2 separate regions of the Ovis canadensis genome follow, and region 1 is linked to region 2. Evidence: chromatin contacts called from public Hi-C data. All regions are on one chromosome and are shown on one strand. The core of a region is the stretch at or near the end of the contact, and the rest is flanking DNA. Distances in the headings are between cores, read along the strand shown.

Evidence for each region. A called contact is a pair of places that touch in the nucleus more often than the background predicts.
Region 1: a Hi-C map of lung shows a contact between it and region 2, with 3 times the contacts expected there. The contact joins the enhancer-like site here to the promoter of ANTXR2 in region 2. A contact is called at or near these places in 2 of 2 Hi-C or Micro-C datasets (fibroblasts and lung).

The regions. Positions count from the first base shown.
Region 1 is chr6:111,450,654-111,457,855 of ARS-UI_OviCan_v2, reverse strand. No RefSeq gene overlaps it. Among named protein-coding and RNA genes, the nearest start is that of PRDM8, 14 kb to the left of the region's middle. Within about 2 kb of position 3,260, the one cell type or tissue checked has open chromatin away from gene starts, as enhancers often do. A contact at or near this core is called in fibroblasts, where this site is marked.
Region 2 is chr6:111,341,671-111,349,282 of ARS-UI_OviCan_v2, reverse strand. It overlaps ANTXR2 (ANTXR cell adhesion molecule 2), which reads left to right and starts at 1,476. Exons shown (of 17, transcript XM_069594457.1): 1 at 1,476-2,590; 2 at 3,247-3,318; 3 at 5,421-5,492. The coding sequence starts at 2,439.

The sequences.
Region 1 (7,202 bases), core at 2,011-4,510, 110 kb before region 2:
TCTTTCCTTCCTCCCATCCTCTTTCAGACGGGTAGGCAAATGGAGAGGGAAGGAAAGGATGCAAGAGTAAATCTAAGTTTCCATCTCCGGAAGAAATAGACCCCAACCTGAAAACACCAAATTCTGCCGCTAGAAAGGAGGCAGAAACAGGGAGTCCCGCCCTCTCCCTATCCCAGTCTTGTCCTCTCTCCCTCTCTAGACCCAAACAGGAAAAGCTAAACTTCACTGGAGACTGTGCACTCGGGAGAAGTCTTTGCTCGAGCCCACTGGGCAGGTTTCCGAGCGGGTCTCTCCTATCTGCAGGCACCGCGCGCCTTCGCTTAACCCCTTCCTGTCCGACCGGCGCCATCGCCACCCCCGCCCCGCAACCGCCTCCGCGGACGGTGCCCACCCACACAGCAGTCCCAGACGTCCGTCCGTCGGCCCCTGAGGCTAATTTATTGGCCCGACCCTCCATTATCTTTTTCGATTTCCTAATTAATCAAAGATAAAAAGCAATGGTGCAAATTACGATTATGAGGGAACTAGAAGACGGTTTTGAATAAAACGGGAGACGGGAAACGTGATTGATTGAACGACAGGAGGGTGGAGAGGGAAATGTCAAGTGTGAGGAACAGGCCTCAGGGGATGAAACCTTGACCCCCTCCGTCTAGCGAGCTGACCCCCTCTGCCTGCCCTAGCGCCGTTGCCACGGGTTAGCTCCAAAGGAGGTCACTTGTGTCCGAAGGCTTCGGAGGAAAGAGAACTGGATTTCCTCTGGGCTCCAACCTCCCTGGGCGCCTGCCGCCTAGCTCACTCGACCTTCCCCACACCGGCCCACTCCGCAACCGTCCCTACAGGAATTTCAGGGCTCCTGGCCGGCGATCCCACTCTATGGCAGGAGCACCTCCGGACTGACATAAACCCCCATTATTGCGATGCTGTGTCGCGTCGCCAGTCTCTCACGGTTTTCTGTCTGTCTTCGGGTATTCCTCTGGCGAAGCCAGGCCAACTCTTCGTGAAATTGCAGGAAAACAAGTCTAGTAGGTCAGAGATTGCATTTGCTCGTGCAAGGGATTAATAGGGCCCCTGTCTGATGCTGCCTTGCAGAATTACGTTCGGGATTAAAAGGCAGACACGGCACGGGCACACATTTTGCTTTTTCTGGTGGTTGTGATTAATATTTCCGAGGGGATTTGTACCGGGAGCTTACGGGACGCACTCTCGGGGGTCTAATGCCAGACGATCGCACGCAGGGACCGGCAGGGGGCCTGTGGGCACGCGCGCAACCCCTGGGGGAATTAGAGGGGATGCCAGGCGCCGAGACCTTTTAGCGCCTTACCCCCTCTACCCTGATACCAGCACAATTTCTACGGAAGACCGCAGGGAGGACTGTCCGGGGAGGCGGACTTTAAAGTCTTATCGGGCTTTTTATACGGGAAAATGCCCTTGAAGGGTCCTGACTCTAGGGTGGGAGAAAAGGGCTCAGTGCCAGGCCGTTGAACTTCATACATCCGGCCGGTAAAGAGAATTTCGTAGTCCGTGTTCAGGGGAAGCACTGCTCCTAAACGCATCACTCCCCTCCCCAAGTGAGTCAACGGACCCAGGTCAGGAAGAGGGTGATCTCAACCCTTTCGAACCGCCATTCTCAGAGCTGCTTTCGGGGGGCCCACCAGGATGCACCTGCGGAGGGGAGCTAGCGCCTAGGCACTAAATACACCCCCCTTCCCATCTTCCCAGGAGGCGGACAAACCCTCACCGCGCGGGTGAAGGGACCGGGAAAGGAGAGGAAAGGTCCAGGATGAGCAGGCGGGGAGAAGGAAGGGAACCTGGCAAGCAAGAAGGGGAAAAAAGACAGGCAAATAGGAAGCGAGAGAGAAGAGCGGAGAAAAGTGAGGAAGCGGGTGGTCGCAGTTGGTGGGCATTACCGCTCTCCGGCAGAAGGGGGCACCTCTCGGGCCGGGACAGCCTTCCACAGGGCCGGGGCGGGACGTCCGGGAGGAGCCCCCCCTCGGGCAGGGGGTCCGGGGTGCGGGGCGCCCCCTCCTGGAGGCCGCGCGGCGCTCACCTCGGCGGTCCCGCGGCTGCTGGGGGTCGGCGCCGGCTCGGCCCGCGGCGCCGGGGACCTGGAGGTGGTGCGGGGTAGGGAAGTCACGAGACGGAGGCGGTGTGAGGGTGCCAGGGCGGCGGGCCGGCTCCCTCCCCTCCCGCGCTCTACCCCGCGCGCTCCTCACCTGGGGCCTGGTGGGCTCCTTCCCCGCGGGCACAGCTCTGGCGCGCCCCTCGGCGGCCCGGCTCCTACCCCAAGCCGAGCCGGCGTAGGAACCCGCCCTCCTGGCGGAGCAGTCGCGGTCTCCGCCGCCGCAGCAGCTGGGAGGGAGGGAGCGACCGGCGGCTGCTGCCGGGCGGCGTCTGGGGGCCGCGAGCCGAGCGCTAGGAGCCGCCATCTGGAGCCTCGGCTGCGGGCGGGGGTGCGGGTGCCAGGGAAGGGGCCGGGCGACTGGGCCCGGGGCGCGCGAGGGGCTGGAGTCCGAGCGGCGTGGGAGCGGAGGCCTGGGGGTGTGATGGGGAATGTGCGGGAGGGGGAGCAGAGGTCTGCCCCCTTTCGAGCCCCCCTTGAATCCCGGGGCAGTCCCGACCCGGAGGTCTAGCGAAAGAGCGAGACACCCGCGTGGCAGTCCCTCCCCCTCGCGGGGTGGAGAGCTGAGGGGGGGAGGGCGGTGTGGGGACCAAAACACTCTTACACGCTCACACACCCGCTGCCCATCAGAAGTGGTTTTCTCATTTCCCTTTCCTCCCACCTTGTCCATCCCACTCCAGGAAACAGTCCCCTCCACACGGCGTGGAGTTTTGGACACCTCCACATCACTCCAGAGAACTTTTTCAGCCAGAACGTGGGGCAGACACTGACAGGATACCATCCTTGGGGATAAATACCATCTAGTTTCCGGTGGGCGGTGGAAAAGGAAGGGGGTGGTGGGGTGGGGGGAGCGCATTCTTGCACTTTTAGCGTAGGGTGGAGGGGGGCGCGGAGGATAGGGAATGTCATTTCTCCCCCCTCTCTCTCTCTCTCTCTCTTTTTGTATTTCAGCTTTAATGTTTTTATATCTTTAACTAAAATATCCTCTGTCCTAAATTTGGATGGGGGCGGGGAGAAGAAACTCAAGAAGAAAGGCGACGAATGCGGGAGAGAGCCAACGAACTCCAGCCCTCCAGCTTCCGGGCTGTCTCTGAGGGAGATGCCCTCAGCCATAGGTTTTAGCTCAGTGCAGGGGGAACTGATTGGGTGTATGGGTGGTGGCGGGAAGTCCGGATTAAAAAAAAAGAAGAAGCCATGCTCACTCCCACCCCAAGGCATTAAAAGACACTCCCTCCCCCAGCTGTCTCGTGTCCGGCAGAATGGCATTATGTAAAAGATCTGGCATGTCACCCAGTGGCACATCTGGTAGGTGTAGATGACATTCATTAGCACAGGGCTTCTACTCCGCAGCATGCCAAAGCCCTGACAGAGATGCCCGCTGCCAATCATTCATTCGCTGCCAATCCCAGAGCGAGGCCGGGCGGGATGGCTCCCTTCCACCCTGGCACAAGGACTGGAGGAAACAATGTGCTGAGATACGAAGAGATGAAAGCGGGGTTGAGGATGCAAGGCACCCAACAGATGTATCCCGTGAGGAGATAACGGGGCGAAGAGTCATTTAGCAACAAAGCATATGCAGGGTCTCAGGAGGGAGGCTTGGGCAGTGGTCTGCCTGCCTAGGGATGCGCTGAGGGAGGGGCAGGGGAAGCCCTTCAAAACCTCAAAGTTGGAGCTGCTCCTCTAAAAATACACAAAGATCAACCCCCTCCCACATGACCTGTTAAGACCACTCTCTCTCTCCTACCCTCTCTCTTTCTCTCTCCCCCCAGCACTGCCCCACCCTGTCTGTACCTCTGTGTCCCTCACTAGCTCTGAAAAGATGCACTTCTCTGCCCTCTTCAAGCTTTCTGGTCACCTATATAAGGGACACCTTCCTGTTTTTAATGTTCCACCGCAGTCTTTGCCTTGTAATTTGAGGAGGAAGGGAGTCTGTCAGGCTACCTTTACTGCATTTGAAAAAGTAAAGTGTGTTTGGGGACTAAGTGTTGCATATATTAACAACTTAAGCGAAAAAAAAGGGAAATGTCTTGTTTCAATTTCTAGCCTTTCAAAGGGCATAGAGATGAACAAGGGAAAGCAAGGGAATTTTTAAAGCAGCAAAGAATGGATAAATGCAAAATGCAGGATAGAAGTTTCCTCTGAGGGTTTTTTTTTTTTTTTCCTTAGGCTGGGTTGTGGTTACCTAGGTGGACAGCATATTGTTGTTTTTTTTTTTAATGTCAGGCACATATTTTATAGATATTCTTTTTGTCCATTCCATATTTAATAAAACAACAACAAAACTCAGAGGCTTTAGGGCTTGTGGAACTCAGTATTCGAGTATAACAGCTTGTTATTGAATATATGTATACATATTATATATAAAATTATAATCTTTTTAGTGTAAATATGTACTATGAAATATTTGGGTCATTCTTATACTGGCTCATGATCACAAGATGACTGCCATAATTCCAGGCATCACACCATTAAGAAAGGGAAGGGCAAAGAAAAGTAGTTCTTTCCTTTTATGTGAAGGAAATACTTTTGGTTTTTATTTATTCCCTGGCCACAGATACTTGCAAAGTCTGGGAGAACCAACCTTTAAAATGTAAAAAGATAGAGATAAGGATATTGGGAATGGTTGTGAGTTGCAACCAAAGGCGTCAGGCAAAAAGCTCAGGGCAGAGAAGACTTAATGCTAGCATCAGGCAAGAGCAGATTATCACACATTATTTTAAATAAAAGTCTTTTGTTCTTATTATTGTCATTAAAACTTATCAGGCAGGGATACCGAACTTGAATTTAGCAACTTCTTTGTGAGTTTCATCAAATTCTATTTCAAAATAAAGGCTCAAGCTTACTCAACATGTTTATAAGACGGAGACATAAACTCTGACTTATATCTGAATAAAATTAGTTTTGGGGGGAAAAATATAAATAGAACTAACTTGTTTACAAACCTAAATGAAGCAAGGAAAATGACTCCTGTTAGAAGGACCAGAGTTTTAATCCCAACTCTGTTAACTCACTAGATGTGTGACTTTGGATATTTTTCTGGTTTAAGTCTATATCCTTACCTATAGCCATGGCTTCCCTTGTGGCTCAATTGGTAAAGAATCTGCTTGCAATGCAGGAGACCTGGGTTCGATTCCTGAGTCGGGAAGATCCCCTGGAGGAGGAAATGGCAACCCATTTCAGTATTCTTGCCTGGAGAATCCCATGGACAGAGGAGCCTGGCAGGCTGTAATCCATGGGGTCGCAAAGAGTCAGACACAACTAAGCGACTAAACCACCACCATCACTTTATCTGTAAATTGGTTAATAATGTGTTAACCTTGCAGGGTTATGGTAAGACTTAGAAATACTGACAGGTTTTAAAATGTAGTAATTGTTAGGGACCCAGTAGGAATCAGAATTCAGCCAAGCGGATCAAACGAAGAGATTACTTAAAAAGAGGTGGGCACAGCTGTGGGAACAAATGAGAAAATGAAACACACAGAAATAGCACCACAAGAAGCTCTTAGGAGAGGAATTAGAGTTTCTATAGCCCAGTAAGGACTGGAACCTTGGAGACGAGCTCAGGAGTACAAGCTACTGCCAGAGAGGCCATGGCATAGCAAGGAGAGAGAAGGGATGCAACACCCTAGTCTTTCTCATCTCACATCTTTCAATTTCATGTTAATATCTTCTGTTGGCCCAACCCAACTGGGAACTAGTTGGCAACGTACTGGGACATGATGCTGGATCTACATGGGTCAGCTTTTGAGGACCTCAAGTCAGGCTTAGAAGGCTGGAGAATGGATCTTGGGGAGAATAATCAGCAAGTAGCTATTATTATTCATCAAAAAGTTTGTCTGAGAACTCTCTGCAAACCTCTTTGAAGCACAATTCCAACTGGAAGTAAAAACTTAACAGGCTTTAAGTAAACCTAACCATCCAAGTTTTTAAGAGTCATCTCTCAGAGCCCTTTGGCTGCAAGTTCCTACTAGCACTGATTTCCAGAGGTCTTGGCAGGCTGTGTAAGCCAAGACCTGGAAGAATTTTAGAGTACACCCTATTGACTTCCTTTGGGCATCCCTAGGTCTCTCATCATTTTGTGGTTTCCTGTGTCGGCCTCAGTCTTGCTAGACCTGGTTAGTCACTTGCTGACTGTTGCTTTCAAGAAAGTCAGCCAAGATTCAGCAAAAAGTGACTACTTCATAACAAATCAACCTCTCAGCAACGGCAAATCCTACTAACACATTTTCTTGAGTTCAGAGTCTGTGTGGACTTCAGATTGAAGTAACTTTTCCTCTTCCTGATTTTGCCAGCCCTATCCTTTCCTCCTATACCTGAACTAACCCATAGGCGAAATGATGAAAAACAGTGGTAAAGAAACATGTTCTTTTTTCTAATTTTATATAAAATTATAACTAATATCAGAATCTTGAGTGTTCACACTACATATTAGTACAATAAAAAGCCACATATTTGAATTTCCTAGGCACTGAGTTTAAAAATTTGTGAGGCCTGATACAAAATTAAAAGTCACTCTTTAAATGGAGAGAAACATTTCAGAAAAATAGAATATGAAGAGTGAGATTCAAAGATGAATAATTTGGAAGTACTATATACAACTAAACAATGAATCAAAATGAATACTCAAAAGTGTTTAAATGCAAACATAGAGATCAATAGAACAGAATAGAGAGCCCAGAAATAAACTAACACACTGTCAATTAATTTATGACAAAGGCAAGAATATACAATGGAGAAAAAACAAGTCTTTTCAGCAAACAATGTTGGAAACACTGAACAGCTACATGTAAATTAATGAAATTAGAACACTCCCTCATAGCATATACAAAAGTAAATTCAAAATGGTTTGAAGACCTAAATATAAGACATGATACCATAAAACTTCTAGAAAAGGACATGGGCAAAACACTTTCTGACGTAAATTGTAGTAGTATTTTCTTAGATCAGTTTCCCAAGGCAAAAGAAATAAAAGCCAATGAGACCTAATCAAACTTAAAAGCTTTTGTACAGCAAAGGAAATCGTCAACAGAACAAAAAGGCAACCTATGAAGTGGGAGAAAATATTTGCAAATTATGAGACCAA
Region 2 (7,612 bases), core at 227-2,726:
TCAGCTATAATGATTTATAAAAAACATATAACAATTTATCCCCTTCCCCACCCCTAGAACTCCTTTAATGGGCTTCAGTTGCACAATATAAAATATTTGAATTCTTTACCACAGTTTATGAAGCACATATACTAGCTAGCCTCTGTCTGGCTCTCTTACTTCCTCTTTCTCATAAAACTTGAGTTACACTGTTTTTCTGTTTCTTGAATGTGCTAAGCTAATACTTCTGGAAAGTTGCAGTCACTGGAAATGTTTCCTCCTCTAGCTCTTGGAATGGCTACCTTCTTTGTTAGTCATTTAGTTGGTCTTTCTCTATCATATGACCGTATTTTAAATCTCTGTGAGCTACCTTCTCTATGGACATTTACTTATGTATTTCTGCCTGCTTTTCCTCCTCAACCAGACTGCAAGCTTCATGGAAACTGGGGCTTGTCATCTTATTCTGAGCTTTTACTCTAGGTCCTAGAACAGTGCCAGGCATATTGTTGTTGTTTTAGGCGCTAAGTTGTGTCCCACTCTTTTGCACCTCCAAGGACTTATAGCCTGCCAGGCTTCTCTGTCCATGGGATTTCCCAGGCAAGAATACTGAAGTGGGTTGCTATTTCCTTCTCCAGGGGTCTTCCCGACCCAGGGACTGAACTGAGTTTCTTGCATGAGCAGGCAGATTCTTTACCTAAAGCAGATACTAAGGTGATGGATTTCTGCCTTCAAACAGCTTGCAAATCTGGTTGTAGTCAAAGACAGTGTAAACAAAAAGTTAAATATGCACCACAACTATTCAAATTGCTGAGACAACATGTAATGTAGTACTATATGAACTTTTTATCATAAAGCCTTGACTTAATTCAAATGAAGAGGAGGTGACACTGAATGTTACTCTCAATCACTGGTGTGCATACCAGTGGGATTCCCTGGTGTCTCAGTGGTAAAGAATCCGCCTGCCATACTGAAAACTCAGGAGAGGAAGGTTCAATCCAGGATGGGGAAGATACCCTGGAGGAGGAAATGGCAACCCACTCCAGTATTCTTGCCTGGGAAATCCCATGGACAGAGGAGCCTGAGGGAAGTACAGTCCATGGGGTCTCAAAAGAGTCGGACACAACTGAGCGACTAACATACCGGTCAGATGGTTAGGCTCTAAAAGTCAGTTTCCACCGGCGAGGAGGTTGCGGTAGGGGCAGAGAGGAGAGGTTGAGTGCAGAATGAATGAGTAAGCAGAGAATCCAAAATGCCTGCAAACTTTTGCTCCTGTGCAAGTTTGGCAAGGGTGACCCAGTTGGCTCCGAGATGAAATTCTCAATATCTGGAGCTTGAGATGAATGTCAGTGGGATGCAATGTTTTGAGGTACAGCTGTTCATTCCTGAAGTTTCCCACCCTTACTCCCCCAACTCCCCCTCTCCCCCCACAGAGAAGTTTCTAGTCTTAATGAGATGAAACAATGAGGTAGGTTTATTTAAGAAAAAAAAAAAAAAAAGAGGAAGTTGTCTACTTTAGATACCAGAGCAGCAAGTGCGCTTGTGATAATGGGGGTGAGGCAGAGAGAGGGGGTCATGCCCTTTCTCAGGACCGCTAGACCTCAGTCTCCCAACCCCGCCACGGGATGCTCTGCACAGCTGCTGCAACAGGCCGAGCCTGCAGGGTACAGGAAGGGGGGTTGTTTAGTTTCTAGAGGACATCTGTTTTTCTAAACTACTTCTCTCCTTTCCAAAAGCTGGCAAGCCTTAGTCATCTCGGCTCGGCACGAACCCACAAGTGTGCGTGTGTGGCTCGGCTCAGGCCCCGCCCTCGGGCGCACACAGCCACCGCGGAGACCCGGCCGGATTGCGGTTCTGGCCTTGGCTGCGAGTGGCTTCTCCGGAGCCGCCCGGCCTCCTCCCCTAAAGAGGACGGCCCGGCCGCCGCGCGGTGCCAGAGCCGAGTACGAGGAAGAAAAGTTTGCAGTGCCGGGCGGAGGCGGGGAACCCGAACCGAGCGCTCCTCCGTTTTCAAGTGTACGCGGCGGCGGCCGCGTCCCGGGCGGCCCTCCTGGAGGACCCGAGCTCTGTAGCGGAGGCTGGAGGCTCGACCCGAGGCGGCGGAGGAACTTCTGCGAGCAGTCGCCGCGGGCCCCGGTGACCTGCAGGAACTCTCCGGAATCGGGAGGGGGAGGGCCGGATCGCTCTTCCACGGGGATTCGTCAAGAGTTCCGGCGGCAGCTGCGGCGGCGGCGGAGTCTCCCTTTGTCCTGCTAGGACCTCCCTCCTTCCCTGTCTCCCTCCCTCTGTCAGTCAGTGGGTCCCGCTGGCCCAGGCGCCGGCGCCCTAAGGGACTCGCTATCCCCCCCACCTCAGGGTGCGTCCCTGGTCACTCCCACCACCCTAGCGTCGCCGCCGAGTGGAGCCGAGCCGAGCCGAGGGGGGCTGCGAGCAGGAGGGAGCCGCAGACCCCCGGCCGCAGGATGGTGGCGGGGCTCTCCCCGGCCCGCTGTCCCGGGCGCTGGCTGATCCCTGGGCTGTGGCTGCTTGCTCTCAGCGGTCCCGGGGGGCTGCTGAGCGCCCAGGAGCAGCCCTCCTGCCACGGAGCCTTTGATCTCTACTTCGTCTTGGACAAGTGAGTGCGGGAAAAGGGATCCAGGGTCTCCTGGGCAGAGTGGCCCTGGGTGGTGAGCTGTGGTGGGGGGAGGCTGAGCTGTCTGTGCGACCTGGGGAGGGGTGAGGGGCAACTCCGGTGATGGGCGCCCTGTTGCTATCTCTGTCCGAAAGCCGAGTGCTTTCGGATCTGTGCGGGCTGTGGGGTAATAGGAGGAGCCCGGAGCTGCTAGGCTCTCTAGGGAGATGGGCAGTCACTGCTGGCCAGTGGCTGGGTTTCTTAGGAAATGGGAGTGCTGTCACTTGGGGTAACCTTCTGCGACCCTAGGACCCACATAAGACTCCTTCTGGGTCCCTCAGTCCTCAACGCCTCACGCTGGCTAAAGTTTGCCGGGTTTTATCCTGAGCACAGCACTTTCATTGTAGCTTGGCAGTCTGAAGTTAACGTACTCACTGTGGTTTGCATTTCCTTCTGAGGAAGGCTGTGTTTATTTGAAGAGCTGGGATCTTACTCCAGACAATTAGCAGGCAGGTGATCCCTGAAGATGGGTAGACTTCCTAGGTTCTTGTAGCACCTACCTTTCAGTTGCTGATACTGTTAACTTGGCTTGAAGAAGAGGTCAGGTTACACCCCTGTAACTGTGTTGTTTTTCTGATTCGTTCAATTTTCTTTTTCAGGTCTGGGAGTGTGGCAAATAACTGGATTGAGATTTACAATTTTGTTCAGCAACTTACAGAGAGATTTGTAAGGTATTTCTCCTACTTTCCTTTTCTAAGCAGGGAACTTTGAGGTGGAGGCAAGTAGACCAAAGGCTAGATAGGGTATCCTTTTTTGGAAACCATTTGCAGGGAAAGCCTTTACTGAAGTGTTGATTTTTAAGTGCCTCAAGGTCTTATCACACACAAGCTGTTATTAGGACAGCCCTTCAGTTGTTGAGGACTTATTTCATCTGGATCTCAGAAACTTGGCTCAGGCTCTGGGGAAGTATCTTCAGATATGATTCCAAATGTCTTTTCCTTTCTGAGTTTTCATCTGTTTTGAATTTCATTTATGCTTTCTCATAATTTATCACTTTAAAAGTTTATGCTAATAATACCCATAATATATTTTCCATTCCACACAATTCTTAGCATTATTGAGGTCCTCATTAAGAAAAAAAGTGTTGGTAAACTTCAAATGAGCATGTGTTAATAACCCACTACCAGAAAAGGCACTTGTGTGTGTGTGTGTTTAAAGAAATGACTTGTGTTTACACAATGTGTGGGTGTGTGGCTGGTTTAAAATTTAACTGTTCTATATATGCAATAAGCCTTACTAGGAAAGATTGGTTTGTCTCCTATAAAAAGCATAACTGCTATGATAGCCAGCTTACTCTCTTATTTAGAGGTAACCAGAAATTAGTGGCTTTCTTATTTAAAAGTAACCCTAGGACACTAGGCTTTTGAGGCTTTTTTCCTCCTCCTCTCTTTTTTTTTCTTTTTAAAGAAGAAAAAATGCAACGAGGAAATGCAAGTTTATCAAGATAATGGAAAGGACATGAAAAGGAGCTGTATCATTAAATATTGCTTCTTTCAGTCGTGTTAGCCCAAATGTTTTCTTTAAAACGGCTTGGATGATCAAAACATTTTGAAAGTCATGTTGCAAGTAACTTCAAACAATCTGTAGAGGCCTAGGAAATCCTTGCTTTCAGTTATTGGCAGCAGTAAGCTTATCCCTATAAAAATGTATGCTTGTCCATGTTCAGTCATCAGTCTTCTGTTTAAGAAGCCAAGTATAACACTCATTTCTGGACAGGGTCTAAGGTAAGCTTGTCTAGGAAAGAAAAATAAACAAGGCTCTATATCGTTAAGTGTCAAAGGCAAGAGACAGAGTTGTTGATAAATTTTCTGATTTAATCCAAGAGTGTGCAGAGTGTCTCATAGATTTTGATCAAAAGCAGTGGGTCGTTTCAGTACATTTCCAAGAAGTAGGGCTCTTATTTGGTCTGGTTTACAAGTTGGAATTCTATAGTAAACAGTTCTCTGGCGCAAGTTGTTCAGTTACTAACCCATAATATATTGTAGGAAATGAGTAAAGGGTGACTACTGAAGTGAATGACTTTTCAAATATGTATAACCCTTGGGCATCATTCTGCTCTTCAGTTTATAGAGCTGAGTGTTACAGCTTCAGGTTCAGATCTTAATAAACATTGCATAGGGTGTCTTTGAAACAGGAATCATTCTGAGAGATCAAGGCTTAGAGCTTAAAAGGTGTAGTTAACTAGGGCAGTTGTTGCCAGTGGGAAGTATGATGCTTGAGACTTAGAGAACTGAACATGTCTAATCAAAATGTGATTTGTTCTTCTCTTTCACATTGTCCTTGACACTCTTTAAGTAATCCTACCTCAGGATAACTTGTATGAACTCCTCTCATAGTTGTGGTAATTAAATCAAACCGGCTTGTCTCCAGTCCTAAACTTGCTATGATAATCATTCTGAAGGGATTGGCCTCCTTGAAGGAGATGAGGTAGAAGCCCAAAGAAAGAGCTTGCTAGAAAAAAAAAAGAAAGAAAGAAAGAAAGAAAATTTTCCACTGGCCTGGAATTTATCTTTCTAGGTAATTTCTTCCTAAAGTGGCCCTGTGGGTCAGAGAGGAGTGCCTGAGTGCTGAGCAGCACTGACTAAATCCAGAATGACTTATGTGACAATGGTAATGTTGAGCAGAGTTCATGTATCTACTTAGAGGTTCCATTTAAGAGAAGCCTGGACAGTTCATTGAGACTGATTTTAAATGAGACTCCCTAGCTATACATCTGTATTATATCAATATTTCTTTTAAAAATGTTTTAACTGCCTCTTTTCTTATTTTGCAGCCCTCAAATGAGATTATCTTTCATTGTGTTTTCTTCTCAAGCCACCATTATTTTGCCATTAACCGGAGACAGGTTAGTGCATTATCACTTTGCTGCAGGCTTTTAGTAGAGACTGATCTTAAAGGAATGATGGATATTTCCAAGTGGTGATTCAGGCCTCTCAGTGGAATCAAGCAAGTACCACAGACAATTTAGTTCTCTTCACTAATAGAGAGAAAAGGAGGTATGAATAATATAAAAGCGCAGCTAATCTGAAAATCAATATCATTCATATTGCTGTGGAATGTACAATGAGACCCAGATCTCTGCCTTAGTTGTGTGTTTACGGCCTCCCACCTTTCCCCCGCTCTGTTACTGTGAGTAGTTCTACATCTTTCTTGTTTAGATGTAATGTATTAATCAACTAGGAATTTGAAGAACATTAAGGAGGAGAAAGATATGGATCTATTTGGATAATTTACTAGATGGAGCAGACATCCTGCATCTTTAGACTTACTCTGAGGTCCACTGATGCCAAATATGTTTACCTTTATGAAAGCACTTGCTTTTAATTTCATAAATATACATATTTATGAATTTGAATTTAATTTCATATATATATATAGTTTTTCCCCAAATCAATATCATAATACTTTATATGACCGTTTTGGTGTCATTTGAACTAATCATTGTGGCAAGTTAGAAGTAGTCATTGATGTTAGGTGGTAGCCTGGATGGGAGGGGAGATTGGGGAAGAATGGATACATGTGTATGTATAGCTGGGTCCCTTTGTGGTCCATCTGGAGCTATCACAACATGGTTAATCAGCTATACTCCATCATAGAATAAAGTTAAAAAAACAAGTAGTCATTGACATTTTAAAGAATGGTTCTTTCCATAGTGGGAAGGGAGATTTTCTACTTCATTTAACATGAAGTACACAAGGTAGTTCTTGATCAGTTCTTGAATAAATGAGTAGATTAGTTTTAATGTGAAACCCAATTTCTCCAAACTGTAGTTTCAGCAAGGAAGGCTGTTGTACCTTGTTCTGTGTAATATGTGGATTTCTGAGGTTTTGTGTTTATAGTTCCTTTAAATAAAGTTTTTTTTTTTTTTACTTTAAAAATGTTGAGAACACATAATATTTAAAAGAGCTTACAGAGGTAATTTATTTAAAATTCCCAGAATCGATTTGGAAAATCCATCAAACTTCTAACATATTTGTGCTTTAAGTTTTACTTTTCCTGGAGAGGAAATCTCTCTGTAGGTGGGGAGTCCAGCTTATGACCTCAGTCTCCTCTCTGATACTTCGTTACATACTTTCTCATGTACATCTGGGTCTCATCAAAGGCCAGGGCAACAGTAATCCCTAACAACCCAAATACAACAGCTGTTTATTCCCACTGATATAACAGTCCTTGTCTTCATGAAAAGAATTTTTTCCATTGCCCAGCTTAATTTCCAAAGAAACAGCTTTTGATTCACCCCAGGTCAGTCAGTGGTAAAGAATCCACCTGCCAAGGCAGGAGCTGCAGTTTTGATCCTGGATTGGGAAGATACCTTGGACGAGGAAATGGTAACCCACTCCTGTATTCTTGCCTAGGAAGTCCCATGGACAGAGGAGCCTGGCAGGCTACAGTCCATGGGGTCGCAAAGAATTGGATACGACTGAGCAACTGAGCATATACAAAGCACATCCATTAAGACAAAAAGAGAACCATGCTAACATTTGTGGAGTGCACATGTAGAGAAAAGCATTTAGACTATTGCCAGACACACAACAGACTCTCAGTAATTGTTAACTGCCTGCTTTGTGCTAGGTTCTCTGTTAGGTACTTTATATGTGAGTTCTCCAGCACTTTGATGAAGTGTAATCACAGGTCAGCAAGATTGGTATTGCATCAGCAGGCATGGAAGGGGTTTAAATTGTGTTAATCTCACTAACACAATTTTTACTATTACTATACACTATAGTAATAGTAAATTTATATTACTGTACACAATCTCACTAACACAATTTTAATCCAGGAGTTGGTGATGGACGGGAAAGCCTGGCGTGCTGCAGTTCATGGGATCACAAAGAGTTGGACATGACTGAGAGAATGAACTAAACTGAATCTCACTAAAGATTTTCCGTTGTCATTGGTTGAATCTGATAAGGCAGAGGTTGGGAAAAAGAGGCTTCTGTTTCCAGAGGCAGCATAATATTGCAG